3 separate regions of the Gossypium hirsutum genome follow, and regions 1 and 2 are each linked to region 3. The links are chromatin contacts, called in public Hi-C maps. All regions are on one chromosome and are shown on one strand. Each heading gives the region's core, a stretch centred on a gene start, on an enhancer-like site or on the middle of the called end of the contact. The rest is flanking DNA. Distances are from core to core; before and after follow the strand shown.

Region 1 (3,547 bases), core at 176-2,675, 250 kb after region 3:
ATGATCCAACTCTACTCACATCTTCGGATAACGAAGAACCACCGTGTAAAGATTCTTGAGCCGCCCTTGCAGCAGCTAATTCCATCTCTAAGTTGGAAATAGTCTTATCCAATGTCCTACATCGAAAAATGACACAACCAGTTCATTGATCAGTCACTTAAAAATCAAATGAACCATAGTTAGACAAAAGCAATACTAACTGTATAGCATGGTGAGTCTTGAAAACCTCCCCAATGATGTCCTTTGATACATGCTTTTCTCCTTTCTGATACAAAGAAAGGAAACCAAACAGCTTAAAACCTACAAAACTTAACAAAAGGTTTATATGAATGCAAGTTAAAGAGACTCACAGCTTTTAGGTTACAACCCTCAGAAATGAGTTTTAATTTTTCAGCTTCTACGGCGGTTATCCGCATGATAGCTTTAGATTCAGGAACAGCCACCATCCTGTTACCAATTTTACACATTAACATAATGAAAACCCAAAATTTTACCTGTAATCCAAATTTGAACCAAAAATTTTTATATGTGCAAAAAAAGAAAGAAAACAAAAGCAGTAAAAATTTCAACTATAGTCAAGGTTCCCTATTGCAACTATTTAATTCTTCTGCACAACGTTTATCAAATGATGAAACATCAATGAGATAAAAGCATTAAAATTAGAACGCTTAATATATGAAAATTGACTTGTCAATTGAAACCAACCTTATCCCAAAGGTTAGATCCAATTTTGCATTAATAGGCACACCAAATAAATAAGACCCACTAATAATTAAAAAAAAGAAAAAAAAGAGAGAATTGAAACTCAACATGAACACAAGCTTGGACAAATAATTGTAAAAAGAAACATAACTCAAAAATCTATTAACAAAGCAAATTAACATGGTTTCACCATTGAAATAAGGGAAAGCCAAAAGTTTTAAACTTTCAAAAAAAAAGAATGTAAAGGGTATTACCTATTGGTGAAGAGAATTCCAGCACAGAAGCAGCTCAAACAAAGAAGAAAAGTCCATTTCTTTGAAACAAAACTCCTAGTAGACTGCTCTGTTTTGCTTTTAAAAGACATATTTTCGAAACTTCCCAACCTAAAATCCCCTCTATTTCTCCAACACTAGCAATCAAAGAAGCAAAAAACCCATATGGAAAAAAAAACAGAAGAAGCTTGAGCCGAATCAAACGACAGTTGCAAAAAATGAGCTCCAACTTTTTTTCAGAAGAAGAGAAAGAAACAGAAACAGAGAACTCTGTTTTATTATGAATTGCTATTTTTATTCCTTTCTTTTTTTTGTTGTTGGTTTGTTTCTGTGTATAGATTCTGTGTGTCAAAGCCTCAAAAAGAGAGGTCTAACATTGCTTGCAGGCAAGGGACGTTGAACACAAGTGAGAGACGACCCACTACTAACCGCTTCTCTCTTGCTTTCTTCTTATACAAATTTACCATTTCATCCCTTTTATTTATTTATTTATTTACATGTGATGATATGTATTTATGCTCGGCTAAGCATGGTCGGGTTGGATCTCACCGCGCTTCGATTTTACTTTTGTTTTATGTTGAAGTTTCATTCATTTTATTCTTGAAAAATATTTTATATTAAATTTACATTAAAAAAACATTTTTGAATTACTTAACTTAGAATTTGAGTGTCTGAAATTAAAAGAAATTTGGCTAATGTGACAGGTCGTAAATTAACTAGTTAATTGCAATTATTTTTTTAAGATTTTTTTTGGGTTAATATAAAACTTGAATATTTTATCAATAAAGGTATATTTCCAACTTTATTTACGTAAATATGCCACTTTTTTCATTATTTACTGAAATGGGCAAAAAATATTAAAACGTGCCCACGTAGGAGTATTTTAGGGGGAAAATTCAGCAAAACGCATCCTAAGGGAGCAATTTTGTCATGTCAGCACAAAACGCGCTGACGTGGATGTGTTTGCTAACATGACAAAATCGCTCCCTCAAGGATGTGTTTTAGCCCTTGTTTTTCTAGGGTTAGGGCTATTTGCATGTTTATTGCCTAGGGTTTGTGGGCTTAGGTTAGTGTTTTGTTAAAATAATTTAGGGTTTTATTTATTTAAAGTTTAAGAATTTTAAGAAATAAATTATGGTTTATAGTTTTAAAAAAATAATAATTAAATTAGGTTTTAGGGATTTTAAATAAATTAATTAAATTAGGGTTTAGAGTTTTTAAAAAAATTATTTAAATTAGGGTTTAGTTTTTTTTTAAATAATTTTTATATTTAGCTTTTAGGGTTTTTGTAAAAGGGTTTAGGTTAAGGGTTAAGAAAAAATTATATTGAAAAGAATGATTTTATTTTTTTCTACAATAGTTTCAAAAAATTTAATTTTGAGAAGACGGTTCTGAAAAGATAATGTCAAAAACGCTTCAAGCAGGATGGGCTGTCAACAAAATTACTAAAAAAAGCTTCCATGTGGACGCTGTTCTTCTACAGTAGTTCCTAAAAAAAATTGAGAAGACGGTTCTAAAAAAATAATGTCAAAATGCTTTAAGCAGAATGCACTATCAGCAAAATTACTGAAAAAAGCTCCTACATGGACGCTCTTTTTCTATAGTAGTTCCTAAAAAAATAATTTTTAGAAGACGATTCTAACAAAATAGTGTCAAAAACACTTCAAGCAAGATGCACTATCAGCAAAATTACTGAAAAAGCTTCCACGTGGACGCTCTTTTCTACAGTAATGCCTATTTGGCCTTAGGCTATAAATGAGTCAAATTTCAAACTCAAATTGCATAAGTTACAACAAAAAAAAATTAGAGAGGCTAAGCAAAATAGAAATTGAAGATGAGTGAACGTATTAGTGTTGTTATTTACTATGATGGTGAGGTCCGTGACATCAAGAACAGTGTTATTTTTTTATCGAATAACACAATGTGACTGGTTTTTAACCATAACATAGATTTGACAGAATTTCGTAAAAGATTTAGGTGTAAAATTTTTGGAACGAAGTCAATGAGAGTTTCATCTATTAAGTATCGATTTTGTGCTTCGATTGATCTCGTGACATATGACTCATTTGATATCAAAGGTGGTGTAACTTGGAGGCGATGGTGCAAACTCATCTCGTTAGTGGATCACCCTATCTTAAGTTATATGTACAATTTTTATTGCCAAATGAAGCATTTGCAACTTCAACATCTACTGCTGTTCAATAAGAATACATGACCTCTACCCGACACTCCGTCAGTGGTAGGCAGAACATGGAAGCGTCTGTGTTTGGTAGCAGTATGGAATACACAACTTCTATACGACACTCAGTTAGTGGATGGGACATACACCTCAGTAGGTTGATGTTTGATGGTAAAAATAGGTACTGGGGAATGACATCAACTTCTAGTAGTTGGCAATTCATATCTGATTAGGGACATTACGAAACGTCTACAAGAAGGGATGATGTACACCCTATGACGTCCATCGGCGAGGAGACCTCATACGTTGCAGATAATGGTGTGTTGGATGATGAGCCCGATGTTGATCCACCTCAAGAGCCTGACCCTGATAGTGTAGAAGTTGAATTATTTTC
Region 2 (3,229 bases), core at 81-2,580, 150 kb after region 3:
CAAATTAGATATTCATAAAAATCTAAATCTGCACTATTTATTACAATGCGTATGAATACCTCTTTCTAAAAAGATTAATGCATATAAGATTATGGGATGAGATGATTGCAGAATGAATTTAAATTATATTAGAATATCACCTTTTTTTTTAATTTTTATTCAATATTTTTTTAAGTATTTTTTTAACTCATAGCATGCATTTTCCAACACTAATTAAATAAAATTATAAAATAATAATAACTGAGGTTTATAATTCATGACATTGGAGTTAGATTAGAGTTTACACTCTCTTTGGTTCAATATTATGCCAGTCATTACAATTCTATTCTGTGGACCCACCACAAAAAGTTGTTTGGTTCAATGGAATGCCCCCTATTACGGGCTTATGTACAGAAATTGTGTCATTTCTATTCCATCTCCTCCTCACTGATTATTGATTCGATGCTTGCCCTGTTTCCATTTTACCCTTTCTCACCTCAAAAATACTCTCCCTCACCCAGACAATCACTCCCTTGCTTCATTTGACTCTAAGCATACCACTCCTCCCCTTCATCAAGCATCCTTTAGGGAAACATTTTCTCCCTCTATTCCTTTCATTTTCCTCTATCATTTTTCCTACCCTTTTTCTTTCCACTTTACTCTTTTTCTGCTTTCATTTTCTTTCTCTTAGTAGAGTTGCCATAGCCAAGGTTTTCATTTTCTTTTGCTCTGTCAATTTTCTGGGTGTGTTTAGGTTTGATTTTGGACCAAGTTTTTGTAGGATTTTCAATCCATTGATCTTTGATTTCCATTTAGAGGTTAATTGGGTCATATCTTATCTTGGAGAAGGGCGTTCGTATTTAGGTTCTGGTAAGAGGAAAAGCCATGAGGGTATGATAAAGTTTGGTTTCAGCCTAGTAAAAGGGAAAGCTAATCATCCTATGGAGGATTATCATGTCGGTAAGTTCATGCAGATTCTATAGCATGAGTTAGGGCTTTTTTCTATCTACGATGGTCATTTGGTAGATATTATATCATCTTACCTAAAGAAGCACTTGTTTGCCAATATCCTAAAGAAGGTGGGATGTGCCATATCATTTTCGAATGGTTTGCTTTTATTATTTTTAAAACATCATATGCTTACATTTTCTCACTTATTATTGGAAGAGTTTTAGGTTGACCCCTTTAGACTTATGAGAAAACAGATCAGGCAATTCTTTCACAAAGCTCAGACTTGGTCGTGGTGGATCCACTGTTGTAACTACAACATTGATAAATGGAATAAAACTATGTGTGGAAAACGTAAGAGATTCACGTGTTGTTCTTTCTAGAGGGAGTCAAGCAATACAGATGACAACAGATCATGAACCCATCATTGAACAAGGCAACATTGAGAACATAGGTGGATTCGTCTCAAATATGTCACGTCTTCTATTGCTTCCAAGTTTTAGAAGTTAATTCTTTGAGCTTGTTCACATCTGCTCATATATGTTAATAACTCAATGAATTTTTTTGGTCATATTTGCTGAGTGTTTTTCAATGGTCTTGATCCTTCTAATACTTAATGCTTGTATTTAGTTCTTAGCCTCTTTGTAATCATAGAGAGAGATCATCTCTATCAACTTTTCTAACCTTGTAGTACCATAAAGTGTTTTGTCTTTCCTTTTTCACATATCAATCACTAGTGAAATTCTGCGCTCTATTTTATGTTTTTGTTCCTTGTTGTATAACAACTTAATGGTCTTTTAAGGCATGTCTTTGTGTTGGTTATAAAGTACAAATGCATTAGGCATGTTAAAGCTACTACAAATTTGAAATGTCATGTTCCATTGCATTCAGAATCTTGGTGTTGCCAACCAAAAAAGTAAATTTTCAGACCCCATTTTGTTATGTTTTATCATTTTAATTCTTGTTTGTTAGCCCTACATGGTGAAGATACAAAGAAAGAAATCAATGCTTGAAAACTTCAGGTTTCTACTATTGAGTGGTATTAAGGTCTTGGTTCTAATTTGGTTGATTTATATGCATCATATTCCTTGCGTAAAGTACGACCCTGCATTTCTAATTTGCTAATATAATGATATTGTTAATGTGTTGTTTGTGCAAGCTATTAGGAGATGTTCCTAAAGTTAATGGATAACTGGCAGTTTCACGTGCTTTCGATGACAAGAGCCTTAAATCGCATCTACGATCAGATCCCGACATTCAATGGACCAACATAGATAACAATACAGATATTTTAATTCTTGCAAGTGATGGCCTTTGGAAGGTAAAACACTTTACTTTAGTGTCTCGTTATTGAGCTAGAAATAGTTTTATATGATTTATTTTTCCTTTTGCATATGCTTAATCCAGGTGATGAGTAACCAAGAGACTATTGATATTGCAAAAAAGTTTAAAGACCCACAAAAGGCTTCGAAACAACTAATTGCAGAAGCGGTTAAAAGAGACAGTAAAGATGACATATCTTGTGTTGTCGTTATATTTGAAGGATAGAAATGTTTAGATGAGATTTGTAGTATATACCTAAAATAAGAGTTTGTTTACACAGGGTTAATTTGTGAATCAAACCAACATGAAAATACATACCAAGCACCATAGGGATTAAGGGTTGCACTTCATAAAAAGAACAAAATATAGGATTATCACCCCATGTAAATTTGTTTTTATCGATTAGGTTCAGATGTTGATATTGTTTGATTTCTTTATGAAGGTGATTAGGAATTGAATGTATATTGTTATGTGGTGTATAGATGAAGTTGGCTTTGATCGTGACTCGAGGAAATACTTAAGTTGAGAATCTTCTCCAAGTAAGCAAAATGAGATATTGATTGAGCTTTTCATAATGACTTTCTATTTTACTAGTATATTAGCTTTCTCCTTATTTGGTCTATTAGACCTTTGGTCAAGTCCTTCAATACTGAACTTGGTACCTTACATTAATCAAAGTTACATTTGGCAGCTGGTTGTGCTTATTGACATAATAAGGAAATGGTTTTTGTGTTGTTAATATTTGAGCATGTTACCTTTGGGGTGCATGCAAGATCATGGACTTCAATAGTTTTTCCATAACATTTTGCCTTTCTATTTTCTTCTTTTGAGTGCCGCATATCTGGAAGCATCATTTTCTGTCATTACTTATTCATGAATGCTTGAATGTCGACTTGTTTTTGCTTCCCCTAGAATGAAAATGGTTTTATCATTATACTTTCACTTAATTTTGCAATCAATTAATTAGTTATATTATTTT
Region 3 (3,214 bases), core at 559-3,058:
TAATAGAAAAATTAAAAGAATAAGGAAGATCACCTTTCCAGAAATTCTTTTATTTTTGAAATTTTCTAAATTTGATGTATGTATATTGTATGTGTATGCGTAGAGTGTGCGTAATATGCCTTTTTTTTGCAGGTACATTTGACGGCTTTTTATAGCCAGATTTACAGAGTAAATAAAAAATAAAATTACATTTTCTTGCTGTCAATCGCTGTAAATTCTGTTAGCTTCTCTCTCGTGCATTCCTTTGCTGTTTATTTTCCTTCTCGTAGGTTTCGTTGACGTGGAGGAACGGAGGTGCACGTGCGATGTAGCGAGGCCACTCATGAAGGCTGCGGCACGAGGCTACTGACTTAGGGTTTCATTTTCTGAAACTGAAGCTTGGATTATTTGGGCCATTGGGCTGTGTATTTTGTTGGGTTTAGGTTTTTTTAATTTGAGCCCGTTATTTTTGGTTGTTGGGCTATGTAAGAAATGGACATTGGATATTATTATTATTTATATTTTGATTTGTTTTTTAGTTTGTGTAAGCCCGGGCACAAATTGGGTCTTACAGCTACATAGAAGTGTGTAGAGCCTATATCAATCAATGCCAAATAAGATACATTAAATATTAAAAACGTACCCGTAATAACGTACGAAGCATCTTGGTCGTCATGATAACGAGCAGCATAAACCAAAGTAGGCTGCCTCGTCTCAGTCGATCCAGCACTTCTGCTTGGTGCTCTCTGTCCTCGGCCCATGCCGTTACCACCCCTGGCTTGACTCTGCCACAAGATAGCTGCTGAACTACTCTTAGCGGCTGTACAGTACTAGAACCCTGAGCTTGCATCTGATCAGTTCTCAGTGGACAGTCTTTAACACGATGCTTAGTTGAACTACATCTTAGACATGCCCAGTAGTTCTCCAACATTCGCCCGGATGGCATCTACCACAATGCCCAAACAATGCCACCCCAGTAGGTGCAATAAGAGGCCCAGCTCTTATTGGCCCATCAGATCTGGCCTTTTTTTTAGGCCTCAACCCAGAACTCGAAGGCTCTAAATCCCTCTTGTTCCTACCCCTCTCGCGATCTCTATTCTGGTGCTCTGCGCGTTTAACATCTTCAGCAATCTTGGCCTTCTTGACTAGAACAGCTAACTCATGCTCCCTCTACGGAGCTATCAGTATCCTCAGATTATCCCTAATACTGTCTTTAAAACGTACACATCTCTCGTACTCAGTCACCACAGGCCTCGCCCATAACGGCTCAATCTCAAGAATTCGGCCTCATACTCGACCACTGAACGGTCTCCTTGGGTGAGATTAAGGAACTCAAGCCTCCTGGCATCAATGTAGCTAGCTCCTATATACTTACTCTGAAACACAGTTTTAAAATAGTCCCAAGTCAATCGGTCGAGCTGAGTGCCCTCCTTAATCATCAGCCACCACTGATATGCTTCCTCGCGAAGCAGAGAAACAGTCCCTTTCAATTTCTGCTCAGGGGTAAAGTCCAGATCATCCATTATTCTATTCTTGGCCTCCATCCAGTACTTAGCCACGTTAGGGGCGACTCCAACGACAGTTCTGAATAACTCATCCCCATTGGACCGGAGTCGTTCTATAACTGACCTCCGGCTCCCAGCTCTAGTGTTGGGCCCAGCGACCCTCTCTAAAATCCTCAGCATAGCCTGGGACAATGCGTCATCCCTGGCTGTGTGATCATGAGACCTAGCCTCTAAAGCAGGTGAAACCAGCATCTCGCTCGTATCAAGATTCGACATGCTGCCACGACCTCTAGTACCCCATCCGTAGATACCTCGTGTGCTCATTGCACATTCCGGAATTTATCTGTATTAATAGTTTTATACATTAGTCAATAGTTCTAATATTTTATTAACAGATATTTTATACCGTACAGTATCAGAATGCTCAAAGTCGGTTATCGCGAGTAGTAGTCTCACTACAGTTTTCAGTTTACACTACCTAGAGTGTTTTTAGTGTGATATACTACCTGAAGTAGTTTCAATATATTCTAATAATACTTTCAGACATTCTAATTAGAGTTTCAGAAACTTACAAGATCGGCGCTGGAGACTCGGTGTACCACATACTTAATCAAAAATATTTCAAATTATTTCTTTAAAACCAAGTTTAAAACCCAAATCCATAGTCGAGTTTTGCAACTTGACTCTAATAGCACTTAATGTAACACCCCAAACCCGGCCTAGACGTAATGGCTGAATCTGGCGATATCACATGGAATGGAATATGTAGTCTAATTTATCGAGTGAAAACCCTTCCATTTTATTAGTCTTTAATTAACTCAGGAAAACGCATATTTGTTTTACGGTTCAAAACGTGATCTTTTTAGTGGAAGCTTGTGAACTTTTTATTTTAAAAAACCATTCATTTTAGGAAAACTTTAATTTCGAGAAAACGTCATGTGTTTGTAGTGATAAATCTGGAAACCAAAGTGTCATCCCATATCTAAACAAAAACCCGTAATGGCCATAATTACATCAAAATTTCCCAAATAAAAACTAAAACCATGATAAGCATAAAACTATAAATTTATTATGAGGCAGAAGTAGTGGTCACCTTTGAGTCCTCTGTTGCTCCAATCTTTCTAATCCTGGGGATTACCTGAACGGATCAAACAGAAAAAAGGTGAGTTTTCGTAAACTCAGTGTGTAATCCCCACAGAATATGTGCACATAGCATAATAACATAAATCAATCATGTATATACAGTTTGAGCCTGAGCCCATTACAGAATCAATGTGGGCCTTAGCCCTCTCAGATACAAAATCAAATATAACTTAGGGCCTTAGCCCAGCTCAGGTACAGAATGCAGATTAGAATATCAGAATCCTACCCACCAGCCTCTACACACCATCTCCATCCAGCCCTACACACCATGTGGGGATATAATCAACCCACCCATCCCTACACACCATACTGTATTGAATTAAGGCACATAAGTAGAATAGTGCAGCTGAGCTGCCAGGTAACAGGTTTAAAGCCTTTTAGACACTTCTTCCGAAATATCTTCAACCCCACCTCGATGCAATGCATCAGAAACATATGTCATGTTATAATGCAATTTAACAGATCATACAATCGGTCAAAAACAGATGCTAAGAGTACATGCTTAATACATACATCACATAGTCAGAGCACAGAATCAAGGGTCTAAGTAATTCTTGCCAACCCTACGATAGGTCACAGTCGACTTA

Evidence for each region. Hi-C and Micro-C count contacts between places; a contact is called where the count stands out from the background.
Region 1: a Hi-C map of leaf shows a contact between it and region 3, with 2.2 times the contacts expected there. The contact joins the promoter of LOC107916640 here to the promoter of LOC107894485 in region 3. A contact is called at or near these places in 2 of 34 Hi-C or Micro-C datasets (both in leaf).
Region 2: a Hi-C map of leaf shows a contact between it and region 3, with 3 times the contacts expected there. The contact joins the promoter of LOC121212306 here to the promoter of LOC107894485 in region 3. A contact is called at or near these places in 7 of 34 Hi-C or Micro-C datasets (callus, hypocotyl, leaf and 1 more).

What each region holds. Positions count from the first base shown.
Region 1 is chrA13:55,860,575-55,864,121 of Gossypium_hirsutum_v2.1, reverse strand. It overlaps LOC107916640 (probable beta-1,3-galactosyltransferase 2), which reads right to left and starts at 1,425. Exons shown (of 11, transcript XM_016845955.2): 1 at 957-1,425; 2 at 351-447; 3 at 201-265; 4 at 1-116. The coding sequence starts at 1,066.
Region 2 is chrA13:55,963,441-55,966,669 of Gossypium_hirsutum_v2.1, reverse strand. It overlaps LOC121212306 (probable protein phosphatase 2C 10), which reads left to right and starts at 1,330. Exons shown (of 3, transcript XM_041084765.1): 1 at 1,330-1,423; 2 at 2,127-2,248; 3 at 2,335-2,475. The coding sequence starts at 1,330. The coding sequence ends at 2,475. It also overlaps the pseudogene LOC107893583.
Region 3 is chrA13:56,110,137-56,113,350 of Gossypium_hirsutum_v2.1, reverse strand. LOC107894485 reads right to left here and starts at 1,808. Exons shown (of 2, transcript XM_016819756.1): 1 at 1,708-1,808; 2 at 1,221-1,623. The coding sequence starts at 1,808. The coding sequence ends at 1,221. It overlaps LOC107893584 (a long non-coding RNA gene), which reads left to right. Exons shown (of 2, transcript XR_001682880.2): 2 at 133-517.